Linked DNA regions of Mus musculus: regions 2, 3 and 4 are each linked to region 1. Evidence: chromatin contacts called from public Hi-C and promoter capture Hi-C data. All regions are on one chromosome and are shown on one strand. Each heading gives the region's core, a stretch centred on a gene start, on an enhancer-like site or on the middle of the called end of the contact. The rest is flanking DNA. Distances are from core to core; before and after follow the strand shown. Region 1 has its middle 22 kb from the start of Gm19935. Region 2 holds the start of Aktip (thymoma viral proto-oncogene 1 interacting protein). Region 3 has its middle 12 kb from the start of Gm35797. Region 4 holds the start of Rbl2 (RB transcriptional corepressor like 2).

The links. Promoter capture Hi-C pulls out the DNA fragments that hold promoters and counts their contacts. A called contact is a pair of places that touch in the nucleus more often than the background predicts.
Region 2: a contact with region 1 is called in a promoter capture Hi-C map of pre-B cells, with 5 times the contacts expected there. The contact joins the promoter of Aktip here to the enhancer-like site in region 1. A contact is called at or near these places in 8 of 39 promoter capture datasets (the C10 cell line, embryonic stem cells, liver and 2 more), 3 of 15 datasets of contacts at CTCF or cohesin (embryonic stem cells, large pre-B cells and pro-B cells), 9 of 484 Hi-C or Micro-C datasets (CD4 T cells, CD8 T cells, the N1E-115 cell line and 2 more), 6 of 115 datasets of contacts at active chromatin or transcription factors (bone marrow-derived macrophages, effector CD8 T cells, embryonic stem cells and 2 more) and 1 of 9 other capture datasets (pancreatic islet).
Region 3: a contact with region 1 is called in a Hi-C map of cortical neurons, with 4 times the contacts expected there. The contact joins two enhancer-like sites. A contact is called at or near these places in 2 of 484 Hi-C or Micro-C datasets (cortical neurons and embryonic stem cells) and 1 of 115 datasets of contacts at active chromatin or transcription factors (embryonic stem cells).
Region 4: a promoter capture Hi-C map of pre-B cells shows a contact between it and region 1. The contact joins the promoter of Rbl2 here to the enhancer-like site in region 1. A contact is called at or near these places in 12 of 39 promoter capture datasets (the 3T3-L1 cell line, 3T3-L1-derived adipocytes, the C10 cell line and 7 more), 5 of 484 Hi-C or Micro-C datasets (CD4 T cells, CD8 T cells, embryonic stem cells and 1 more), 10 of 115 datasets of contacts at active chromatin or transcription factors (the 230-238 cell line, CD4 single positive thymocytes, effector CD8 T cells and 4 more) and 1 of 9 other capture datasets (embryonic stem cells).

Annotation. Positions count from the first base shown.
Region 1 is chr8:90,794,182-90,796,864 of GRCm38.p6, reverse strand. No RefSeq gene overlaps it. Among named protein-coding and RNA genes, the nearest start is that of Gm19935, 22 kb to the left of the region's middle. Within about 2 kb of position 1,319, at least 177 of the 459 cell types and tissues checked have an H3K27ac peak or open chromatin away from gene starts, as enhancers often do. A contact at or near this core is called in the 230-238 cell line, CD4 single positive thymocytes, CD8 T cells and 11 more, where this site is marked.
Region 2 is chr8:91,132,641-91,135,323 of GRCm38.p6, reverse strand. Aktip (thymoma viral proto-oncogene 1 interacting protein) reads left to right here and starts at 1,297. Exons shown (of 10, transcript NM_001302266.1): 1 at 1,297-1,424.
Region 3 is chr8:90,501,746-90,504,428 of GRCm38.p6, reverse strand. No RefSeq gene overlaps it. Among named protein-coding and RNA genes, the nearest start is that of Gm35797, 12 kb to the right of the region's middle. Within about 2 kb of position 1,303, at least 18 of the 459 cell types and tissues checked have an H3K27ac peak or open chromatin away from gene starts, as enhancers often do. A contact at or near this core is called in cortical neurons, where this site is marked.
Region 4 is chr8:91,068,686-91,071,368 of GRCm38.p6, reverse strand. Rbl2 (RB transcriptional corepressor like 2) reads right to left here and starts at 1,312. Exons shown (of 22, transcript NM_011250.4): 1 at 963-1,312. The coding sequence starts at 1,193.

The DNA of each region.
Region 1 (2,683 bases), core at 70-2,569:
GACTCCAAGAACTTTCTCTTCTTCAGTTACTCACAGTACTTTATTTCCTTCCTGTCTTTTTTAGTTTTAGACAGTCTTCCTCCGTACAGCAGGCTAGCCTGGAACTTACTCTCCTTCTGTTGTCACTTCCAAAGTGCTGAGATGAAGCCCACTGTCCTTTCTGTCTCAAAGCCCTTTTGTGTTAAGGTCTGTGACTTACAGGGAGAAATATTTCCTGTGGTTCATGGATGAGACAACAGGACAGTGGGTTTCCTTTCTTCAGACCTGAACAGTTTTACTGTCATGTCCCAGGTGAATGTGGTTTCTAGGTTCCAGTTGTTTTGTTTTGTTTGTTTTTTTAACTTTCAGAAAAAGTTTACTTTGTCAAGGTCAGAAAAGCAGGTCAGAAATGGAATCTTCTGCCAAGCTTGGTGTTCTGTAATCCTACCACTTGGAAAGACTTAAGGCAGGAGGATTATAAACTTGAGGCCAGGAAGGCAAGAGAAACATACAAACTCCCCAGAGACACAAACTCTTTAAGTCAAGAGGAACATTGTGGTTTTTGTGCCTCCTGTGTGGTCAGCTCTGAGAATGAACTGGCTAAATCCTTGTTGGATTTTCAACTGGCAGAAGTAAGGCAGGGTCCTACCCAGAGACCAGAGGACGAGCTCCAGTCTAACTTCTCGAAGGAGAAAAGCTTAAATCTGTGCCTGATAATTACGAAGGGCTGAAAATGTGTGTATCCATGTGAGGATGCGTGTGTTTTTGAAACAAGGTCTCTAGCTCAAGCTTCCTTATATATCCAAGGATGAACTTGAGCTAGGTTTCCCTGCCTCCATCTCTCCTAAGCACGGTATTCCAGGCACCTGCCGTCACGCCTGGATTATTTACTGCACAAATGAGTACAGTGACCTGGCTCTTGTAGCCCATTATCCTGAATTTGTTCATAACCACCCTGGTACTTTTCTTATTTTCCACCCCTGAAATCTGCTCCTCTGTTCCCTGCCCCAGGAACTGACTCCAACACCCATCTGTTTATTCAAACAAGAATCTAAAAACATCCCTGACGCATCCCTCTCCTCTCTGAGCTGGCTGCTGTGTGCAAGCCAACAGGAAGCCAACACTCTCTACAATGTGACTCTTCTTTTTCTGCTACAGTCAGAGCGGCCATGACACCATCACCTCGCACCAGAATTGCGTTACTAATGGCTTTGACCTGCTCTCCTCTGATGCTATGGTCCAGTTTCAAACCCTCTTCCACCTGCCGGTAGTGGGGCTTTTTCAAAACAGAGATCTAATCTTGATCAAAGTACAACAAAACAGAAAACAGGCTCACTGCTCTTTGGCACCACCTAGGGGACAGAATGGAACAGAGGCAAGGGATGGTGGGGGTGGGGTGCGGTGGGGAGAAGGAAGTGTGGGCGGGGCTGGCCCTGCTTCCTCCAGGGGCAGGGTAAAAAGAGTGAAAGGCTGTAGGGTTTTTAGTTTCTTCCGGGCTGGACATATTTGTATACACAGCTCCCTGTCCTCCACGCAGGTCTTTGATGGCTGGGGTCTGAGGGTTTCCAGCACCCTGGGCGCTGTTTCAAAACTTCAACTATCTGGTGGAGAGTCAGGCAGGAGAATTTACCTTCTTGGAGGTAACATCTGCCTGCAGGTTTAGAGCAGATTTAGGAGCACAGAACAGTCACTAGAGGGAGGAAAAGGCAAGCGAACAATTCAGGCTTTCTTAGGTCTCCAGGAGGCTTCTCCTGGAGCCACACACTGGAATCACCCAGGGAGACCTTAAAAACCAGAGATGCTCATCCTAGCCCTAATGATCTTGCTGGCTGAGGTTTTGACTAGATGGTCCCAAGGGGCAGCCAGGGTTTACAACCGGAAGCAAAGAAGGAAGGAGAAAGGAAGAAGAGTGAGGAAGGGAAGACAGGAAGAAGGAGGGGGCTAGGAAGGGAGAGAGGAAAGGGAGAATGAACGGTTCATCTTAATAAAGACAAAGATTCACACGAAGACCACCGTGTAGTCCTCCCGTCTGTATTCCCACCATCCCAGGCTCCAGTGTTTGACATTCCAGCCACACAGCTCTATGTTCCCTTCTTCAAGCTCATCCTACTCTCCCTGGACACAGAAGTTTTGACTTGCTAACTCCCTGGCTTTTTGCCATCATAGCTCTGGTCCCTCACCCTTCATATTTTCACTCTCACTTTCCCAGGATGCCTTTCAGGACGCTCTAGGGCATCCCCTGTATCCTCTGCAGCACCATCAACTGCACTGAACATTTGACTAGAACTTTTACTCTTAGTCGTTCTAGCTAGGGCTTCATGAACATAAAAGCTACATTTTAACTTATTATTTATATATAATATGTTAATATAATAACATGTAATAAGTTTATAAAATATACTTAAAATGGAACACGCACACACACACACACACACACACACTTAAAATAGAACACACACACACACACACACACACACACACACACACACACACACACACACACACACACACACACACACACATACACACACACTAGGTTTTCCTTCTAAAGTCCAAGCTAGCCTAGAACTAGCTATATAGACCAAACTGGCCTTGAACTTGTGATTCTCCTGAAGAGGGCCTAGCTTGTGGGATTGGCATCTGGTACATGAATGCACAGGTAAGTTTATTATTATTGTGCTGGGGGAATAAAACCTGGGATCTT
Region 2 (2,683 bases), core at 48-2,547, 340 kb before region 1:
GTCTAAGAGACTGGCTAAGAGAGTAAGGGGTAAACTGAAAGGAGCAGGTAACCAAAATGGCTGAGTTACATGGGGAAGGGCTTCTAGGGAGAAAGGCAGCATGTTTCCCGGGCGGGGAAAAATTAGAGTAGGGGCCAGACATATCTTGTAACAAGTAGGGACTAAGGGATGCAGGCCACAGTAGAAACAGAGACTGTAGGCTGCAAGTCTGGCCATTTAAGATTTACACAGCCAAATATTGCCAGATTTCTTCCTTCCTTCCTTCCTTCCTTCCTTCCTTCCTTCCTTCCTTCCTTCCTTCCTTCTTTTTTTTTTTTTTTGGGGGGGGGGGTTCAAGACAGGGTTTTTCTGTGTAGCCCTGGCTGTCCTGGAACTCTGTAGACCAGGCTGGCCTAGAACTCGGAAATCTGCCTACCACTGCCTACCAAGTGCTGGGATTAAAGGCGTGCGCGCCACCACTGCCCGGCGCCAGAATTATTTCTTAAGTACATCAGTGTTGTTCGATAATAGTCGTTACAGAGGGTCATCTTGGCCACTGGGCAGAATTATGCTTTTCTCCAGAGAAACGGGGCTTTATGTCAGGCCAGAACTTCAGGATGCTTGTATCCGTTAGAGACACGTTCTTTGATACGCTAATGTGTTTAATGGCTGGTTGTAAATCAGGGTTGTCTTTTTTTTGGTTATGGGAATGGAACCTAATGCACATCAATCCCCGGGAAGAAACATTTACAGAATTCTTTCTAACAAGCCTGATAACTTTGGATTTATTGTAAAGGTAGCACTACCTCAGCTAAATTCTACTCTGTGTCACTTATTGTCTCCTAAGCAAGTTGATTAATAAATCCCATCACTCCCACCAGGGAGCTGCAGACCTCCCTCTCCAGCCAGTGGCTCAGAGTCCAGGCCTGGATACCGGCTGACGCTTGGCGGAGCCAAGAGCTAGCAGCAATCACTGCCGGAGACTGGCTATAGTGGCTGCCGCATAAACCTCTGGGTGGGTATCCATGGTGACTGACACACGCCACGTCCAATGGCGGCCTGGTGCCTGTTTGTTTCTCGTCCCAGCCTCCCCAGGGATTGAAGCTTCTTTGACTGACAGCTCGTCCCTGGGCGCTGTTACGTAAGGGGGAGGTACGAGCGCGGCCCCACCCGAGCGGCGCTAACTTGATTGGCAGGACGGAGCTCCAAGCCCCAACACCTCCCGGAAGTACGTTTTTGATGGACGGCGAGAGAGAGCCATTCGGCATGGGTATCCGAGCGGAAGCGCCCAGTCTAGGGCGTGTCCAGGGCGTGTCCCGCTGAGGGCAGGGCGGGGCGGGGCTCTGCGGGAGAGGAGCGGCAGGGGCCGGGCTGCAGGACAGCCGGAGATGCTGTTGGCCCGCGGTGGCGCTCGGCCCCCAGCGCTCCGCACCGAGGGCATCCAGGTAAGCGTCTCACCTCTGGGCTGGTGGCTACCGAGTCGTCAGGACAGAGGGTTTGTGTCCGCGGCCCGGCGTTCGGTTCCCTGGGGTGCGCTAGGGACCGGGGCGACGGCGGCCGCGCGGGGACACGGGGGCGGGGCCGCACCTGTGCGCTGCAGGCACCTGCTGCACCCGAGGAAGAGGGCGGCAGGGTTGGTGGCGCTCTGCTCCGCTTGGTCTGCCCCTCCTGCGCTGGGTCCCGTCTGTCTGGCGAGGGGCTGACATGAAGCCCCAGGCTCTCGGCCTCGGCTGCAGACTAGCGGGCCCAGCCAGCCTCCAACTCGCTTCCAGGCTAGGGCCGGGCACCAGCCTTACATCACCTCGGGACAGGTTTGTCCAGATTCTCTACGTGCTCCGAAATGGGATTGTGCCCCGGGCCAGGGTGCCCGGCCCAGCTAGCTGCCCAGCCAGCCGGGCTGTCGGAGGCCCGGGCTGTTTACTTTTCCTCGGTCCTGTCTGGTGGCCTCTTAATGTGGAATTTCGTAAACCCTTTTTGGGGTGATAACATTAGTTAGCTCTGTGTCACAGAAGAACGATGGTAGCTAGGTCTCATTGGCCCTCTGCGGTATACTCACTGTCGCATAGGTGAAGATGCAGACTTCGCTCAGCTGTGTAAATGCATGCAATCATTTTTTTTTTTTAAGAGTCAGAGGAGCAGGAAGTCTGGTGGTATTTTCTGCGAATAAGGATGGAACCTGTTTTCCTTACATCTGTCATTACTATTGGACGATGTCATGCTATGCTTATGGTAGATTGCTCATCTAGCAAACTGTAGTTTCTGAAAAGTTGGCTACGGTTCCTTGTGCTTATGTTGCTATTGGAACCACTGAGTTAAAAATATGGCTGCGCTGGACGGTACATGGTACCTTTTGGAGGAACTGAGGGCCATGTACTGAATTTTTAAAGGCAGAAGACATGAAAGGTGCCCAGTGCCAGTACATTTACAAATAGGAAATGCCACGCCTCTCAAGAGGTGAAGAAAAACCTTGAGAAAACATGTGTGTCTAGGCAGTGGGTTACTAGTCCTTAAGGAAAATATATAGTTTTCATTTGAGCCAAACAGGAACATAACCCTCCTTGAATTTTTGATGCACTATGGTGTCAGCCACCTTTAAAAGCAGGTTTGCAAAGCCCTACCTGGCTGCAAGTCAGCAAGTTAGTGGGAGAAGTGGGATCCCTGTCCTCTGGTTTAATTACTGGGTGACACTGTCTCCTGGAAAGCA
Region 3 (2,683 bases), core at 54-2,553, 290 kb after region 1:
ATAGGGGCTGTATCCAAAGAGAACTGACCTCAGACCTTCATGCTATTCTTGCAGGTCCCTGGCTCATCTTTAAGAACCTCTTTTGGGTGAGGACTTCCTTTTTTATTGGATATTTTATTTATTTACATTCCAAATGTTATCCCCTTTCCCTGTTTTCCCTTCAGAAACCCCCTATCCCATTCTCCCTCTCCCTGCTTCTATGAGGATTCTCACCCATCTCCCCACCCACTCCTGTCTCCTCCCTGGCATTCTCCAAAGGGCATCGACCTTTCACAGGACCAAGGGCCGCTCCTCCCGTTGATGTCTGACAAAGTCATCCTCTGCTACATATGTGGCTGGAGCCATGTGGACTCTTTGGTTGGTGGTTTAGTCCCTGGAAGCTCTAGGGGGTGAAGACTCCCTAATTCCACTGGTGATGAGGAGTGTAAGAGAGAGGCCCTAGTTGTTCTGTGTCCCATTCTTTACTGAAAATCCCTGATGTGGATTTCTTTGTAGCTAGATTCTAGAAAGAGTTTCTATCAGCTTCTAAACTATAAGCAATCTGTTTTCTGTCTAAATGTCAAAATTGTAACCTCTGACAGTGAGATTAAAAAGGAAAGAAAAAGAAACATTATTTCTTTAGCCTGGAAAAGCACACTGCTTAGGAAGAGTACAGATCCTGTGCTGTTCACACGTTCCTATAAATTCATATAAAACTTTATCTTGCAGGTGTCATGTGATATCCTGTTCCCTAAGATGCCAATGTCTGATTGGCTTATGTACACCTAAGCAACTTCAGTCTGAACTTGCCTGTGATAAACTTCTCTTGTAATAAGAAGATAGACTTACATACCTAGAGTACCCTATATAGGCATGTAATTTTACCAAGAGTGAGTGGGGTTTTGGGTGTAGGGAGGTGGTGTGGAGGGGTACATCGTGTAAAACCCACATTTACTGGGAAAACAGGAGTATCTTAGGTTGTTTTAAGATCAAACGTTCTAGCTGTGCATCTGGAGGAGAGCTGCTTTGGGAAAGGTTATTTTGGGAAAAGAGGCAGCATGAGTCAGCTGATCTGGAATTTCTGCATTCAGGAGATGGAGGGGGAGAGAAGAAGGGAGGGAAGGGGAGAAGAAGGGAGAGAGGAAGGGAAGGAGGGAGGGAGGGAAGGAGGGAGAGAGAGAGAGAGAGAGAGAGAGAGAGAGAGAGAGAGAGAGAGAGAGAGAGAGAGAGAGAGAGAGAGAGAGATCTCCTTGGCATGGGACTATTTCTGCAAGATGACTGAAGCCCCAGCAGAGGGAAGTCCACACACCGGGAACAGACTGAACCTATGTTTGATGCTGGATCCTGCTGGTGCTGCTGGGCCAGGTGGTATTATTCATTTAGTGCTGTTTTGCACTTTGCAGGAAAAGCACAGCAGGCTTATAACACTTGAGTTTTTAAACATTCAGAAGGCTGTGATGCTATAAATGAGCTTCCCATGTCAGAGATTAAATCAACCAAGATTCCTGCCATGCCAACTTTATTTCTGAAACAACGTGTTTGTAACAGAAATCAAAATACATGCTACTCCTTTCATTCTGACAGGCTAACACAAGCCTTGAGAAGCACACTGCTTAGATACTGAGAGGACATGGAACAGGAGTAGCCCTCTGTGTGGCTTGTTTGCTGGAGAGGCTGCGGACATCCCTGACTTTATCTGGAAGGTTTTCACCTGGACTTGGGCACCAGGTCTTTCTGAGCTACGTATGACTGGGCCTGCATTGGATCCTAGCTCTTGTGCTTTGGAGTATATGTCTTTAAGATGAGTGGTCACAGGTTAACAAACGGTTATGTAGTCGAACATCTATTCCTCCTCTTTTCAGTAAGAGCACCCAAGCTTTCCACCCACTTCTAGTGTGTCAGTCTCCATAGGTCTATGTGAGTAACTGGGTCCGCTGATACTGGAGGTGAGAACAGGCCCAGCCAATCAGAGTCTGTTTCTTTCCTTTGCTATGATACTTGGTTTCAGGTGAGCCAGGCCAGGAAGGGCAAGAACTCTATTTTGGACATTGCTGCATCTATTGGGAAAGAGGAAATCTTGTTTCTTTTTGCTCTAAGCTGATGAGCTTCATGGTTGGCCACCGACTATCTGAGATGGAAGCCAATCACAACAAAGCAGAAAGGAGATACGGAGACATTGTGGGAGCACCTGGTAGAACACTCCTGGGCCTGTTTCCATGGACACGTTTCCTTCTTCCTCGTCTAGAGTAAGCTCTCAGTGTGCCATTTAAAACTGAAGTTGCCCTGCCTCTCTCACACCATCCAGGTGCTTCATTCAGGCAAACTGCTCGGTGACAAAATGTGTTGATGAGTTTATCAACTGGTACTTAGGCTAGTCTTGCTCTAACTTACTGAGACTGACCAGTAAGGCAGCCCAGAACTGAGTAGGACCTAGAGTGAAGCATAGCTATTCAGGACAGACCATTCCCCGGAAAAGTTCTGTGTGGATGCCACAAGTAAGCACCAAGAGTTTCAGCAGCTGGCACCCATGCTGTCTTGGTGGAAGAAGATTTAGAACTCTGTCTCTCAGAAGACACAGTCTCCAAATGGGTGCCCTTATCCTTGGAGGGGTGCCAGCAAGGACTTAGGAGGACCGTTCCCTTTTCTCCTAGAGAGAATCTACATGACCTTCCACACAAAGTTGTCCATGTTAGTCTGAGAGGGC
Region 4 (2,683 bases), core at 63-2,562, 270 kb before region 1:
CTGTGATTTGAAGTCTCTGCTATGTTATAATACTCATTCTTGCTAATTTACAGCGTCATCTCTAAGGTGAAGTAAGAATTCGTTTGGGAGTATTTGTGTCCTTCAAACCAGAAGTTCTCCTCTTTGCCTGGCTATCGGAAACACTGGGTAAGGAAGGCGGCTACGGTCTCTTCAGCCAGACTGCTTCAGTCTAGGAAATTTTCTGCACACATACACACATTGCTTTAGTTAAGCTTTAGGTAAGCACTTTGAAGTGGGCACAAGTAACAAAACTGCTCACACAACATAACTGAGTTTCACTGTGGTTAAAAACTTGTCCAGAGTCACTCAGACACAGGTCTAAAGCTGCCATGTTTCTTTTTTTTGTGAGTGTAACAAATGGAGAGAGGGGAATTCGATGTGTGTCGATTTTTAAAAAAATAGAAATAAACCGACTCAGAAGAATGGCACAAGTACATCCATATCATAGTTAAATAACACCTTGCTTAGCCTTCGGGTCGGGGGCCTCTTTGCTCTGCTACTTCGATAAGCTTCCATATATAAAATCAAAGGGTCATACGCACAGGCAGCTGAAAAACAATCCGGACTTCCGTGTCACTTCCCATTGGCCCATACAGGGGAGGTGCCTGCAGAGTTGACAGGCACTAGCCCGAATAGCCATTTTCGTCAACTGCAAAGCCCCGTCCCAAGAACGGAACATAACAAGCCTACACCTGGATGACAGCCAAAAAGAGTGCCCAAGTTCAGCAACAAATGTTGTGTGTCTACACCCGCTTTTCATCTGCCCGGGGGGTGGGGGACAATAAATCCTAAGCCATTCTCACACGTAAGCAAGCCTGAAACTTAATGAGTTTCCTCTGACGGCCGCAAAGCCAGGGGGAGGCAATGGTGCGGGGCAAACGACCAAGTGATCCTAGGGCCACCCCGAGTCCCCGATCTCCACGGAGGATCTGAGCACGCACCTCCAGCGTGTAGCTCTCGCTCATGCTGCGGTAGCTGCTCCAGGCCTCGGCGCGCGCCGCCTCGTCCATGTTGAGGCGGCTGCACAGCTCCTCGAACCGCTGCTGGATCTGATGGCTCGGGGACCCCGCGGGCTGCGCGCGATCCGCGGCGTCGCCATCCTCCTCCTCTTCCTCCGAGCTGGCTGCAGCAGCTGGAGGAGGCGGTGGCGACTGGTTGCCTCCAGATGCCATGGCGCACCCCGAGGCCGCGGCTCTTCAGATGCGCTCAGGGCCCGGGCCCGCAGCCATTCAAACCGCGAAGCGCCGGCCCGTCAGCAGCCTGTCCTGCTACTGTGCCGCCCCCAAAGTTCCTCAGTCCCATGCGGGCACCCGTAGGTCTGAGCACGGCCTGCTGGGAAATGTAGTCTCGGCCGGGATCTCAGGGAGACCAAAAGTCATGGAAGAAGAAAGCAAAAAACGAGCTGTGCATCATTTAGGGGTGAATGGACACGTCCTCTACCGTTTTAAAAAGCATCTCTCAATAGTGAGACCATTCAGAAGGCTCGTTTGAAGAGAAAAAGACCAAGAAATATCGACAGGATTTAGTATATAAGCCCTTTACACACATCCTCACCTAGAGGTCCTCAGATAGTAAAGCTAAAAGGTCCAAAGTAAAGATAATAGTTTGCCTGCCCTTTCTAGTCTCTGTTGCTGAGATAAACACGGACTGTAACCAACTCGGAGAGGAAAGGGCTTATTTCATTTTAGTCTTTACAGTTCATCATTGACGGAGGTTAAAGCAGGACGCTGCTTACTGACTTAGCTCCCCGTTGCTTTATCAGCTACTTTCTTAATACAACGCCACCCCCGCGGCCGCCACCTCCCTAGGCAAGACCCACAGGTCAATCCAACAGAGAGGATTCCTCAAGTGACACTCCTATGTCAACGCTATCAATGGCAAAGGTATATTGAGCTAAGAATTGATCTCACTTCACCAAACAAAAACAAAATAAAAAACCCTCAACCCTCAACCCTCAATCACACAAATAATCATGAATGTGTTTTCAAGAATAACTTAAAATGTATATTAGCTATCACATAACTGCTCCTAGATACGGCTAAAGTTTCTTACAGATAAAAGGAAGAGCGTAGAGCAGGGACATCTGAGTGAGTCCAGAGTGGACATGACCCTGAGCCACCTGAGGGAGGAGAGTGCGGGGAGGGGGCGCGGGAGGTGAAGGGAGAGAGGGGAGAGAGGGGAACCAGGTGCAGCAGCTAGAAGGCCCAAAGGTACACCGAGCTAGAAACTAAAATGTCTGGATTATATAGGAAAGCACAGCCCACCCCTTGAGCTGGAGAGTTTTGGGTAGGGGGCTGGCTATGGTAACAGGTAGAGGTTGAGGGCTACCAGGAGAACAGAGCAGCCAGGTCCTCTTTGATATGTTAAATAGGCACCTCAGCCTTTTGTCCCCGGGCTTGAAACTTTCCTATATTTATGATTTGAGGTGTTAAAGCTACCGAATCTCTAACTAAGCTTAGATATGAAGGGAATTTCAAAGAATTTGCTCACGGAAAAGAAACTTTTAAGGCACATTGCATGGGCTTAAGTGGTGAAGAGAATCTAGTGGAGATAAACACATTGATTGAAAAGGGCTGGGGAGATTCTCAGTGGCAAAAAAAAAATCCCTCACCTGAGATCAACCTGTATAACTCACATGTGTTGCGGGAGCAGGTGTTAAAAG